Linked DNA regions of Delphinus delphis: region 1 is linked to region 2. A link is a contact called in public Hi-C data. All regions are on one chromosome and are shown on one strand. The core of a region is the stretch at or near the end of the contact, and the rest is flanking DNA. Distances in the headings are between cores, read along the strand shown. Region 1 holds the start of LAMTOR4 (late endosomal/lysosomal adaptor, MAPK and MTOR activator 4). Region 2 holds the start of ZCWPW1 (zinc finger CW-type and PWWP domain containing 1).

What was found. A called contact is a pair of places that touch in the nucleus more often than the background predicts.
Region 1: a Hi-C map of lung shows a contact between it and region 2, with 2.4 times the contacts expected there. The contact joins the promoter of LAMTOR4 here to the promoter of ZCWPW1 in region 2. A contact is called at or near these places in 2 of 3 Hi-C or Micro-C datasets (lung and muscle).

The regions. Positions count from the first base shown.
Region 1 is chr15:81,407,898-81,414,331 of mDelDel1.2, reverse strand. LAMTOR4 (late endosomal/lysosomal adaptor, MAPK and MTOR activator 4) reads left to right here and starts at 4,874. Exons shown (of 4, transcript XM_060032351.1): 1 at 4,874-4,991; 2 at 5,505-5,585. The coding sequence starts at 4,989.
Region 2 is chr15:81,261,123-81,268,024 of mDelDel1.2, reverse strand. It overlaps ZCWPW1 (zinc finger CW-type and PWWP domain containing 1), which reads right to left and starts at 1,251. Exons shown (of 18, transcript XM_060033184.1): 1 at 1,162-1,251. MEPCE (methylphosphate capping enzyme) reads left to right here and starts at 2,549. Exons shown (of 4, transcript XM_060032347.1): 1 at 2,549-4,809; 2 at 6,250-6,468; 3 at 6,644-6,770; 4 at 6,889-6,902. The coding sequence starts at 3,127.

The DNA.
Region 1 (6,434 bases), core at 3,625-6,124, 140 kb before region 2:
TTGGACTTCCCAGCCTCCAGAACTGTGAGAAATAAATGTTTGTTGTTTATAAACCACCCAGTCTATTCTTTTATAGCCGCCTGAATGGTCTATGGCAGTAATATTCTATTTCTTAAGATCTAAGTGTCTCTCTCTCTCTCTCTCTCTCTCTGTCTCATTCTCTGTGTGTGTGCATACATACACACTGTTATTAATACATAAAAGATTCAATAATTTAAAAAATCTTAAAAAAATAAAGTAGGTCTTGTGACCCAGCAATTTCACCCCAAGGTATTTACCCAACAGAAATGTATACGTATGTTCACCAAAAGACATGAACTGGATCATTCATGGAAGCTTTAGTCCTAATAACTCACAATTGGAAACTACCCAAGTGCCCATCAATGGTTGGATGGATAAATAAATTGTGTCACATGCACACAATGAAACACTATAGAGCAATGAGAATGAACGAACGAAACCCCCACATGGCAACATGAATGAATCACACAACCTTGATGGTAAATGAGAGGAGTCAATCACGCAGGAGTACATTCTGTGTGATTCCATTTACGTCAAGTACAGAAACAGGCAAAACTACTCAATGCTGTTAGAAGTCCCTTTCTCCATGGGAGAAAGGTTGAGACTGGACAAGAAGGGCGCTTCGGGAGCTGTAATGCTGTTTTTTCATCTGGATGCTGGTGCATGTGCGTTCAGTTTGTGAAGAGGTACTGTGCTGTACATTATGATGTGTGAACTTTTCCTGTATGTATATTATGCTTGAATAAAGGTTTTTTTAACATCTTTATTGGAGTATAATTGCTTTACCATGGTGTGTTAGTTTCTGCTTTTGAATAAAGTTTAATAACAAAGTCGGGTGAGAGGATGTAGAAGGTCAGGGTGGTGGTGGGTGTGCTGTTTTCTATCAAGGGGACAGGATCAGGTTCTCGGATAAGGTGAAAACTGGACGGAAACCCTGAGGGAGTTCGCTGTGCAAGTATCTGTAAACCTTGAGGAAGAATATTAAGAATATTGTGATGAAGATAATGGGCATGATTAGATCAGTTGTGATACCTGAATCCTGGAATGCTAAGTAGCCTTAGAGACTGGGAGATGTGACACTGACATGGGAGAAAACTGATGACTATGAACAGTGCAAACGGGATGACACATAGCATTTGTAATAGCCACAATTTAATTTTTCGATTATGTAAATACACATAAAATGAAAAGAAAGAAAGAAAGAAAAAGAATACGCTGGTGAGTGCTCACTGAGCTTATTTTAGACAATGAGTTCTTGAAGATGAGGACCTGGTCCACCTTGAAATTCCAGTGTCTACCTCAGTACCTAGCACGTTGCTAACCTACAAATTGAATAATTTTTTTCTATATTATTCCAGCTGCTCCCAGGATTTCCTTCTGGTTTTTAGAGACTTTTTGTTTCGGCCTCGTGGTCTCTAACTTTGCTCTTTGCCCTTCCTTCTTTTGAAAAGGAGGGAACAAATCGTGAGGTGTGAAATAACATGTTTTCGTCCATCCCAGTGGCAGAGCTGGCCTCCTCCTTTCTGTCTAAGCCGTTTCCAAATGATCCCAACACCCCGTCTCTCAGCCTAGCAGAGCCTCCTGACTGGAAACCACACATTTTAAAATTTACCCCCAACTCGACCCCTCCCAATGCACACACCTTGTCCCATGGGTCCTAAGGGGCTCATTTCTAGTGTAGCACTTACTACACGTCACTGTGACACTTTGTTTGCCTGCCTCGCTCACTTACAAGCTGAGCAGTTATGGGGTCAAAGTACATGACTCTGACTCTTACCCTATAGTCTTTTTAAAAATTAATTTTTAAAAATTTAATTGCACTGTAGTCTTTGAAAAGTGTTGGTTGAAGGGGTGGGTCAAGGTTAAGAGAATCAAGAAAGGCAGACTTGGGGTTGGGAAGTTTGTTGATGGCTGTTTGATAGGGTAAGAATTGGTACTAGGAAAATAAGAGGCAAGGACGTCTAGTTTCAAAGCAAACAACAACCACCCCAAAAAAATCAGAATCGAAAAGAAAAAGAATGCTAACCGAGGCAGCAAAGATGCCAAGCCCACAGAAACCAGCCATAAGTTAACCACTGTATTAGTCAGGGTTCTCCAGAGAATAAGGCGAAGGGGGGTGGAGGGAGAGAGAGAGTATTTATTTTAAGGAATTAGCTCACAAAGTGTGGGGACTGGCAAGTCTCGAATCTGTAGGGTAGGTCAGCAGCCTGGAAATTCAGGCAAGAGCTGATATTGCAGTTTTGAGTGTGAAATCCACAGGGCAACAGGCCAGACTCGGGAGGGTTTCTATGTTATTCAAGTCTTGATGAGAATTCCTTCTTTTCCGGAGACCTCAGTCTTTTTCCTTAAGATCTTCAACCAGTTGGATGAAGCCCATCCACATCATGGAGGCTAATGTGCTTTGTTCAAAATTAAATACTCACCCTACCTTAGAAGTACCTTCAAAGTGTAGGGCAGGCAAATTTTTTTACCTCTACCCCCTTAGGGTTTTCAGCTGGGCCTGCGAATTGACATAAAACAGAGTAGCAGGAGAAAAGCATACAGGCTTACTTAGTACAAGTTTTATGTGACCTGGGAGCCCTCACAAGAAAATGAAGACCCAAAGAAATGGCCAGATCTATGTGCTTTTATACCAGATAGAACAAAAAGAGGTGATTGTAGAAAAGTAACTGAACTGTGGGGAGGCTAAGGAAAGAAAGGAATTATTTTAATAAGGTCTGTTTTACAGAATTCACTAGGTCTGGGTCTTGTGAGTGGAAACTTTGCTTCATTTTTCTTCATAGCACTTTTCACCACTTAATATATTTATCTATTATCTGACTCACCCTCTTCCTCACAACTTGAAACCAATAAAAAATGTGTCTTATTTCTATTCACTGCTGTATCTCCAATTCCAAGAAGAGCGTCTGGTACATAGAAGGTGCTCAATAACACCAGTTGAATGAAAGGATGAAAACCTTTGCTCCCTACATGAGTAGTATGATTCAAGCTGTTTGTGAAAATGAAACAATTCTAACGATGGCTGATGAGCAATGTCCTGTAAAAGTTTCCTCTGTGTTAAGTAAAATGAGAACAGGGAATTTCTGAGGTAAAATTAAATGTAGCTTAAAAAAAAAAAAAGTAGTTGGCCAATGGAGCAATGGAAAAAGCATCAGCCTCAGCGCCAGCCGACTTAGACTGGAATCTGGCTCTGCCAGTCGCCAGCTGTGTGCCGTGAGCAAGGCTCAATCTCTCTTGTTTCCACTTCCTCATCTGTATAGTATCTGGGATGAGTGGGTTAGGCTGGTATACAGATGGAAACGCTCAGAACCAGTATGTGCAAAAAAAAAAAAAATTGGTACCACAAACTGTCATCAATATCTAAGGCCAGGGAAGGCTTTGCAGACCAAGCATCCCCACAGAACTTTCTCTACATCCTCCTCCAATTTAAATTTTATATTATAATCATACCTCATCTTTAAAAAAGGCATCCATCTTCTCTAATTAGTTTTCTCCTCAAGCAACAACACTTTGTTTTATGTTGTTGAAATATGATTCACATACTGTAAAATTCACCCTTTTAAGCTTCACCATGCAGTGGTTTTCATTACATTCACAAGGTTGTGCAACCATCATCACTCTATAATTCCAGAACGTTTTCATCACCCAAAAAGAATCTTCACACCCATTAGTCACTCCCCATTTCCCCCTCCACTCAGCTCCTGGCAACCACTAATCTGCTTTCTCTCTCTTTGGATTTGCCCAGTGTAGACATCCCACATAAATACAACCAGACAATATGTGGCCTTGTGTGTCTGATTTCTTTCACTTAGCATAATGTTTTCAAGGTTTATCCATGTTGTAGCACAGATCCGTACTTGATTCCTTTTTATAGCTGGATAATATTCCACTGTATGGACATGCCACATTTCATTTATCCAGTCTTCAGTTTATGGGTATTTAGGTTGCTTCCATTTCGGGGCTATTGTCAATAATGCTGTTATAAACATTTGTGTACAAGTTTTGTGTGAATGTATGTTTTCAATCCTCTTAGGTATGTATTTAGGAGTGGAATTTTTAGGTCATATTTAACTTTTCTACATCTAATTCTCATTTATAAATATAGTAACTCTATATTTAACTTTTAGAGGAAACTTGTCAATCTGTTTCCCACAGCAACTGCACTATTTTACGTTCTTGCCAGCAATGTATGAGGGCTCCAATTTCTCCACATCCTCATCAAGTATTTACTGTTTTATTACTACTTATCATTTTCCCTCACCCACATTAACATTGCAGCAGCCCTAAAAACTATTTAAATTAAAAGAAAAAATTTCTATGACACTCATATATTTAAAAATGACTCCAAGGTCATTTTCTAATTATTCCTGGCAGAGAATATTCAGTATTGCAGCTGCCTTGGCTAGCGAGGGATCAATGCACCATCACACCGTTTCTTACAGAATCCCGGGACAAAAAACCACTTTGGGAACAAATTTCTGTCTTAGAGAGCTGCCCGGAGTAGGCCCAAGAGTAGCACTTGAATAGCTCTTCATCTGCATTTCACGTTTTTTTACTCTATTCTCTTACTGTCCCACTGCGGGCGGTCTAGCCCTAGGTGGAACCCGGGCCGCCTCTGTTGCGCAGGCACAAACCCTTAGCCCAACCTCCTCCCTCCGGCCCCGCCCCCCCAGGCCCGCCCCTCCGCCGACATGCCCCCCTATCTCGGCGCTTTGGGGCTGAGGGAAGAGGAGATGAATGTTAAAGAGGGTCTGCGGCCAATCCGCGTGCGCCTCCGGGAAGCGGCGCTCCACACTGGCAGAGTAAGTCTGATGACGTAACCACTCTCCAATCCGCATTCTGGGGGCGGGACTCAAGTCGGGCGGTGCAAGGCAGGAGGAGGAGACCGCCGGGTGGAATCACGTCACCTGGGACTGGAGCCGGAAGCTACGTCTGGCAGTGAGCGCCCCCCAGCACCTAAGGCTGCGATGGTGAGTGAGGACGCATGCGCGGGAGTACGCGCCGGGGGTTCGGTGTCCCTGCCCCCCCATCTCCTTGGTCGCCGAGTCCTGAGCCTGCACTCCGCCCTCACCTCCTATCCGCCCCGGGACCGAGAGGGAATGGAGATGGAGGGGTGGCGACGTAGAGGGCTGAGCAGGGGACGGTGGGAGGGTGTACAGAGGCTGGGGAGTAATCTGAGGGGGAGCGGCGGGCCACAGGTGGAATTGGAGACCGGACTGAGGGGAGTTGTCTGTGGGGTAGCAAAGGTGGGGTGTGGAAGGCCGGTGGAGCCCAGGGGCAGAGAGTGAGGACTGACGGAGGCTCAGGAAGATAAGTGTTGAAGGCCATGTAGAGGGAAGAGGGTCTGGAAGGGCCCTGGCTGGGGAAAGAGGCCTGGGGGCCATTGTCAAGAGAGAGTCTTGGGTTTGCCAAGGGCTGTTCTTGGGTTTGCCAAGGGCTGTTCTCTTAGCCTGCTGCTCACTGATTGCATCTTTACCCACTAGACTTCTGCACTGACCCAGGGGCTGGAGCGAATCCCAGACCAGCTCGGCTACCTGGTGCTGAGTGAAGGCGCAGTGCTGGCGGTGCGTTTTGGAAAAGGGAGGGGGGGCTCCTCCAATACACATCGCCCGATGATGCCTTCTAACGTTGCCCAGTTTAACCTGATTTGTCTCTGTTCTTGATTTTTACCTGGTATCATGCCTGGCATATAGGAATTAAATTCAGGAATTAAATCAATTAATCTATCTCTGGAATCTTAGTCCTGTAACTGTTTTGAGGTAAAAGAGGTTTACTGCCTTTACCAAAGCCAAAGTAGTTACAGGTTTGTTGATAACTGACATTACCTGAGTTATTCTTGAGTATGTCTTTATTTGGTATTTATTGAAGAGGCTTGGTATTTTGTTCTGCAGTACAATATAGTGTCAGTGCTCTAGAAGTTTTCAAACTAGCTGGAGAGACAAGGCTTAAGGTTAAAAGTTCAGCTAGAGAGACAAGGCTTAAGGTTAAAAGTTCAGCTAAAGTATTGCACGTGGTAAAGATAACTGAAGGAGTCCAGAGAGTGAAGGATTCAGCCCTTTGTGTTATAACTTGTGTTTTGGCAAGGAAACTTTCTTGGAAGAGACAAGAATTCAGCTGGCCTTAAAAGATGGATGGTTGTGAACAGGCAGAAAAGAAAGAGCATATTCAGGGCTGGGAGGTGGACATATTTGCAGGAGTGTGACATCAGCCTGTCTGAATTGCTGGTGGGTTTATGTTGAAAAGATTTGGAAACGTTTGGGGGAAGAAGAGGATATGTTAAGGAAAGATCTGATTGGGGAGGACTTTCAAGGCTGGGTTAACACCTGTGGATTAATCTTGGGGGGTAATAGGAGCTTTGAAGGGTTTTTGAACAGAAACAGCTGATGAAGTGATCGAGCGGAATTGTTCTATTA
Region 2 (6,902 bases), core at 2-2,501:
TATATATTGTAAACTAAATAAATAAAGACTATATTTTGGGAGCAGTTTTCTCAGGGTTACTTGAGATGCTGCCTCCCAGGCTTGAAGTCCTCCATATGGCCACCAGATAAAACATAACTCTTAAATAAATAAATAAAGACTATATTTTAAATATCCTTTAAGCTGGAGTTTGATTTTTGTCTTAATGTCTAACGGTATGTAGATCCCTGCTCATTATCATTCCTCCGTCAGTAAGAGTTCTTTTTCTCTTTCTCTCTTCCTTCCTTCCTGTCTCTTTCTTCTTTCTCTCATGTGCACTCAGCAAGCATGATTTAAAACTTTTAACAAGACAGAAGGAAAAAATGATCCCCGCTACGCTTACTGCCCATAACAGACTACCTAACAAGACATTTACTGTCATAACTACCTGAACTAAACCTTTTACATAATCTTATAAATAAATTAATGGTGACTAAAGCTTCTCGGTTCAGAGAGTGCAAGGAAGCACGGAGATACGGGGACTTATCACCCAAGCAGACTCTTTCTTTAGGACCCTGATCCTGGTTCAGACCCTTGCTATCTAACTCCCGGAAAGCTTGCATACTGGCCCCAAACTATTGCCGACCTCAAACTAGCCTTTTTGTGTTGTTTTCGCTTAAAGGGGTCATGCCCATGGACTCCCAGACTCCGGCAGCATTTTGACTCACAGAGCACCAAGGTGACGTTTGGAACAATAAAAGGCCTGATTCCACCTTATAAACCAGAGGGAAGAACTCTGACGGACCCACATTTTCCCCTCTCTCTTCCCTCACCAATTCCGTCTTAAGCACAACATTTAAGACCGGAGGTACCACAGAGCCAAAAGTCCTTGACTCCCCTCAAAGGGTAAAAGAGTGGCTTTCTAGCGTCTCTTCCCCATCAACAACTCCCCCGCCATGAGAGAATTTCCCCTCAGCTCCCACCCGCAACCCGCGGAAGCACCAGGATCCGCATTCTCCCTCAGGTCCGTCGTCGCCCGCCGTGATATTGAGTTACTTTTGTTTGTTTGTTGGGAGTAAGTTTGCGGTTAGAGATTCTGAGGACAGGGGTTAAGAGTTGGACGGCACCCTGAAGAGAAAACTTCTCAGGCGACAGGTGTCAGGATTGGCCACGCCTAGCACCTTCAGCTGCAAGCGGAACTACCTTCTGGAGAGATGAGAACCTAAGGGCGAGGAGCAGAGTTGGGTAATGCAGAGATTCTCCAAGCCCCTCAAACCTCGAGCCAGTTTTCCCGCCACCAGGGAAAGGCGCGAGGCCGCGCACAAGCTCCACCTCCACCCCCACCGGAGGCCTGCTCGCAGAGGTAAGGCGCATGCGCAACTGGAATCGGCTTCTGCGTCTGCGCAGCTGAGTTATTGCCGCCATCTTCCAACAAAACGCCCTGTAAAACTACAAATCCCATAATCCTCGGTGGCCTCACTTTTTTTAGGTGGCAGCAATAGCGCCTGATCGTTCAAGATGCACATATTCCTTTTACTAACTTTACTCTGTGCCCGAGACTGCCTTTTCCTTCCTCTGGGAATCGTGCCCTGATTCCCATTCTTCCTCTTAGTCTCCTTCATGCCCTTATTTTGATATTTTATTTTGAGACTATCCTTAACCCCATTCTCGCCTCTTCCTCCCTCTTCTCAGCCACAGGACCCGCACCCCAAGCGCTGTTGGCAAGGAGAACGAGCCACAAAGCACCCTCTGGAAAGGCCGTCGAGTAGCTTCGTCCCCATTGACTGAGGCAGGGGGTCCCCAAAGCAGGCCAAAGCCTCTTCTCCGCCCACATTCGTTTTTATATAAGGCGGCGCGAAGCCACAACGTGTGCTTGGGAAGGCCTGCGTACGAGGGGGCGGTGGTGGTGGGTGTACTGCTATTGGTGGCTGTGGTGGGCGTCGGGGTCGCTCTCCGCGGGCTGGGGGGCTCGTGCGCAGACGTCGGGTGGTGGGCGGAGGCGTTGGTGTCCGGGCGGTGGATGGGGAGGCGGAGAGGAGGGCGTAGTGTCCCCAGGTGATTGCGATTGGGGGAAGGCGGAGGAGCGAGAGAACTACTCGGCCATTTCGAGGGAAGAGGAAGTTGGACAACATTGCCTGTTTTAGTTTTTTTTTTTCCTGTTCAGCAGAGAATATTTTCAAGGGGGTGAGTTAAAATGACCTGTCGTATTATACTGAGAACAGTTAGTAGGAAGACGGGCAGTACGCTCCGCTCCTTCCCCTCCCCTACTTCTAGGTTCACCCCCTCCACTCCCTCGGAAGCCCTTCTAAATAGGTGGACACAGGGGGCAACCAGGTCATGAATAATTCATGAGGGCCGCCCCGTTCCTTAGCCACACCCCTCCGAGTCGTGCTGACGCATGATGCGTGTACCAAACCTGAGGAAGCAACGTAACAGTTCCCGCCCCTAGGACGGAGGGCGGGGCGTCATCTCCAGCACGTGCTGCATCTACCCGCGCAAGCCCAAAAGGGTGTGCGCAGGCGCTGCCCACTAGGGGGAGGAAGGAGGCGGGGTAGGGAGGTTGCTGGGTTTAGAGCCGGGCGGAGACCGCTGAGACTCATTCCTCAGGAACAAGGGTCGGGTGTCAAGGAGACCTTTTCACACCAGCTCCCCGTCCCCCGCCTACGGTGGGTGGGATCGCGCGGCAGAGACAAAGGATATCAGTAGGGACGGACATAGCTGCGAAGGGAAGTAGGGTGTCAGTTTGGGGTGGTGGGCTTTTGGGGGGGCTGAGGGGGCTATATTTAAACTCCCGGAGCCGTTAAGTTGGTTCGTACTCCGATGCGCGCGCAACCAGGGTGGTGTCGGAGTGCGCATGCGTGATTCCAGGGAGAGAGGAACGCGCCCCAGCAGTGCGCGCTCGCGGCGAAGCGGTAGTGGTAGTGGAGAAAGGGGTCGGCGCACGCGCGGTTGATTCCTCGAGTTGTTCGGGTCTCGCGGGCATCTTGTTTTGGTCTCGCGGGCGAGTAGGGCGCGCTTCGGGGGAGGCGCTTGGGCGCGAGACTAGGGGAGAAGAGCAGAACTGCGCGCGCACTCGCGAAAGGGGGGGAAGCGAGCGGGGTTTAGGAAGGGGGGTTAAGCCCCCTGTCCCCCCGGTTGCCCTCGACTGGGACGGAATAAGGGGAGGAAATGATCGAGATGGCGGCGGAGAAGGAGCCGTTTCTGGTGCCGGCCCCGCCGCCGCCGCTTAAAGATGAGTCGGGCGGAGGGGGCGGCCCCACTGTGCAACCGCACCGAGAGGCAGCCTCCGGGGAGCTCCGCGGCGGAACACAGCGTGGGCCGGGCCCGCGCGCACACTCGGCGGGATCCCCGGCTTCTGAGGCCGGCAAGGAGAGCCCCGGGGCTGCACCCACCCCTCGGGGCGGTCAGTCGCAGCAGCAACGAGGGGGCGGCCCCCAGGCGCAGTCGCACGGGGAGGCCTGCTTGTCGGATCCCCCCGGGAGAGCCGCTCCCCCGGACGTGGGGGAGGAGCGACGGGGAGGGGGCGGAACAGAACTGGGCCCCCCTGCTCCTCCTCGACCCCGTAATGGCTATCAGCCCCACCGGCCCCCTGGGGGAGGTGGGGGCAAGAGGAGAAATAGCTGTAATGTAGGGGGAGGTGGTGGAGGCTTCAAACATCCGGCCTTCAAGAGGCGCAGGCGGGTCAATTCGGACTGTGACTCTGTCTTACCCTCCAACTTCCTCCTGGGGGGCAATATCTTTGATCCATTGAACCTGAATAGTCTCCTGGATGAGGAAGTGAGCCGCGCACTCAATGCGGAGACCCCTAAGTCATCCCCACTTCCGGCCAAGGGGCGAGATCCAGTGGAGATCCTCATCCCCAAAGATATTACAGACCCTCTCAGTCTCAATACTTGCACTGATGAGGCCCAAGTAGTCCTTGCTTCGCCACTCAAGACTGGTCGGAAGCGGCATAGACACCGGGGACAGCACCACCAGCAGCAGCAGCAGCAGCAGCAGGCAGCTGGAGGGAATGATAGCCACTCCGTGCTGCCCACAGCCCCCCTCACTTCCTCACTCCATGGGGAGGGCACCCCGCAGCAGCAGCAGCAGCAGCATAGAGGCCAGAACCGGGACGCCCCCGAACCCTATGAACTCAACACAGCCATCAACTGCAGGGATGAGGTCGTGTCTCCCCTTCCATCTGCCCTACAGGGTCCCTCAGGCTCCCTTTCAGCCCCTCCAGCTGCCTCAGTTACCTCTGCATCCTCGTCTTCCTCCTCACGACATCGCAAACGTCGCAGGACTTCCAGCAAGTCAGAGGCAGGGGCTAGGGGTGGAGGCCAGGGTCCCAAGGAAAAGGGCCGAGGGAGTGGGGGAGGCCGCCACCACCTCCACCCACTACCTGCTGCGGGCTTCAAAAAGCAACAGTGCAAGTTCCAGTATGGGAATTTTTGCAAGTACTATGGGTACCGCAATCCTTCCTGTGAGGACGGGCGCCTTCGGGTGTTGAAGCCTGAGTGGTTTCGGGGTCGGGACGTCCTAGATCTGGGCTGCAATGTGGGCCATTTGACCCTGAGCATTGCCTGTAAGTGGGGCCCGTCCCGCATGGTGGGCCTGGATATTGATGCCCAGCTCATCCATTCGGCCCGCCAAAACATCCGACACTACCTGTCCGAAGAGCTGCGTCTGCCACCCCAGACTTCTGACGGGGCCCCAGGAGCAGAGAGTGAGGAAGGGACCACAACCGTCCGAAAGAGAAGCTACTTCCCGGCCTCACTGACGGCCAGCCGGGGTCCCATTGCTGCACCCCAAGTGCCCTTGGATGGAGCAGACACATCCGTCTTCCCCAACAATGTTGTCTTCGTCACGGTAAGAGGGTTCACAGGCTCTTGGGATAGGGACCAGGAGTGAAGATGAGGTTAAATGGGAACATGGCAGGGAAAGGTTATAACCCAGAGGGTATCTGTGCATGCACCCCTCCCTAGGAAAACCAAATCCTCCAGAGAAGGGTCTGAATCTGCGATTGATTCCACTGGGTGTGTCTCCCCCCCTATAACCTGGGTCGGGGGGGCGGTGGCGGTGGCTCTACTTGGAGTCCTTTCTCATGACTGCAAGCCCCAGAATTGGGGCAGACTCCTCTTGCCCTGCTCTTGGCCAGTACTGTAATCCAGACTTGTCTACCTTCCCCGTTAGAGGATGTGGTCCAGATGAAAACTTGTCCTCCAACCTACTGAAGGTGCATGAAGGGGTGGGTTTCAGACATGCAATGTCTTGGGATGGGGGAGAGGATTAGGGTAGTGGCTGACTAATTACAGTTTCTGTCCTTTGATGGGGACCTTGTTTGCATTAGATGCAGAATTGATTGTCAGTGGCCAGGAACCTAAGCGGCTTGGCCTAAGGTCATCTCCACACTGACCCAAGATGGTGGGATGGGGAAGTGTCAGAAAGAGTACCTTGGGGAAGCAGGAGAGAGTACCATGTCTTCAGTGTCTGTCCCCTGACTGCAGGTGGATTCCCGTAAAATGCTCCAGTTAGGCCAGCTACAGGAATAGTTGGCAGTGTGTTGGGTTACAACCTAGAAGAATGGACTTTGCAGAGGGTGGTAATGAGCTTATCATCTAGAAAAGGTTTCCTGTGGGATGGGGTTCTTCATTTCTCTGGGAGAAAAAGAATAGGCCTGAAACTTTGCCAGTCCCAACTACAGGGAAGGAACCCACAGGTCTCCCTTTCAAACCTGGGTTGGGGCCCTTTGCATAACGTTGAATCTCTCAGCTTAATGACTGTGGGGTGGGAATAAGTAGTGGACAGGGTCTTGGGAGAACCCCACCATTCTTTCTCTGCAATTTGACCCCAGCTTTGGTGATCTCGTGGATAATTTGCTCAATTTAAAGTTACCAGGCTTCCCTGGTGGCGCAGTGGTTGAGAGTCCGCCTGCCGATGCAGGGGACACGGGTTTGTGCCCCAGTCCAGGAAGATCCCACATGCCGCGGAGCGGCTGGGCCCGTGAGCCATGGCCGCTGAGCCTGCGCGTCCGGAGCCTGTGCTCCGCAACGGGAGAGGCCACAACAGTGAGAGGCCCGTGTACCGCAAAAAAATAAAGTTACCCAAGCTCCCTTTTTATGTTTGATTGGCTTACCACCAATAGAAAGCAAGAAAATGAGACTCAAACAGGGTACCATTTGGGAGTTATTTTGAGAAGTGTCAAAGCAGATTGTGGCCAAGGACTAAAGTGAGGCTGCAGAGTGGGTTGTGAGGGGGCAGTGGTTCTTTTATGCCTCTGTTGACCTCACCCCCAATTCTTGCTCTCAGGGTAACTATGTGCTGGATCGAGATGAGCTGGTGGAGGCCCAAAAACCTGAGTATGATGTGGTGCTCTGCCTCAGCCTCACCAAGTGGGTGCATCTCAACTGGGGAGACGAGGGGCTGAAGCGCATGTTTCGTCGAATCTACCGGCACCTACATCCTGGGGGCATCCTGGTCCTGGAGCCCCAGCCTTGGTCATCCTACGGCAGGAGAAAGACTCTCACGGTGAGTTGGGGTTTCTGGAAGTTGGGCCTATCCTTCCTTTAGTTGAGGCAAGGAAGGCCTCAAAGAAGCAGAAAGAGGACTTTCTGAACAAGGTGAAAAGGCCCCCTGGGTGGGCATCATCCTCCACCAGCAGAGAAGGCAACGAGCTAAAGTGATCCCTTGTCGTCCTCCCTAGGAAGCAATCTACAAGAACTACTATCGAATTCAGCTGAAGCCAGAGCAGTTCAGTTCCTACCTGACATCCCCAGAGGTGGGCTTCTCCAGCTATGAGCTTGTGGCCACACCCCACAACACCTCCAGAGGTAAGGCTGGCTTATTTTGTTGGGGGAGGAAGGGAGGCCAGTCCTGGTGCAGGGTGCAGACCCTGTGGAGTCTTAAGGTCCTGCCAAAACCCCTCCTGATTGCACACTCTTCCCTCAGGCTTCCAGCGTCCT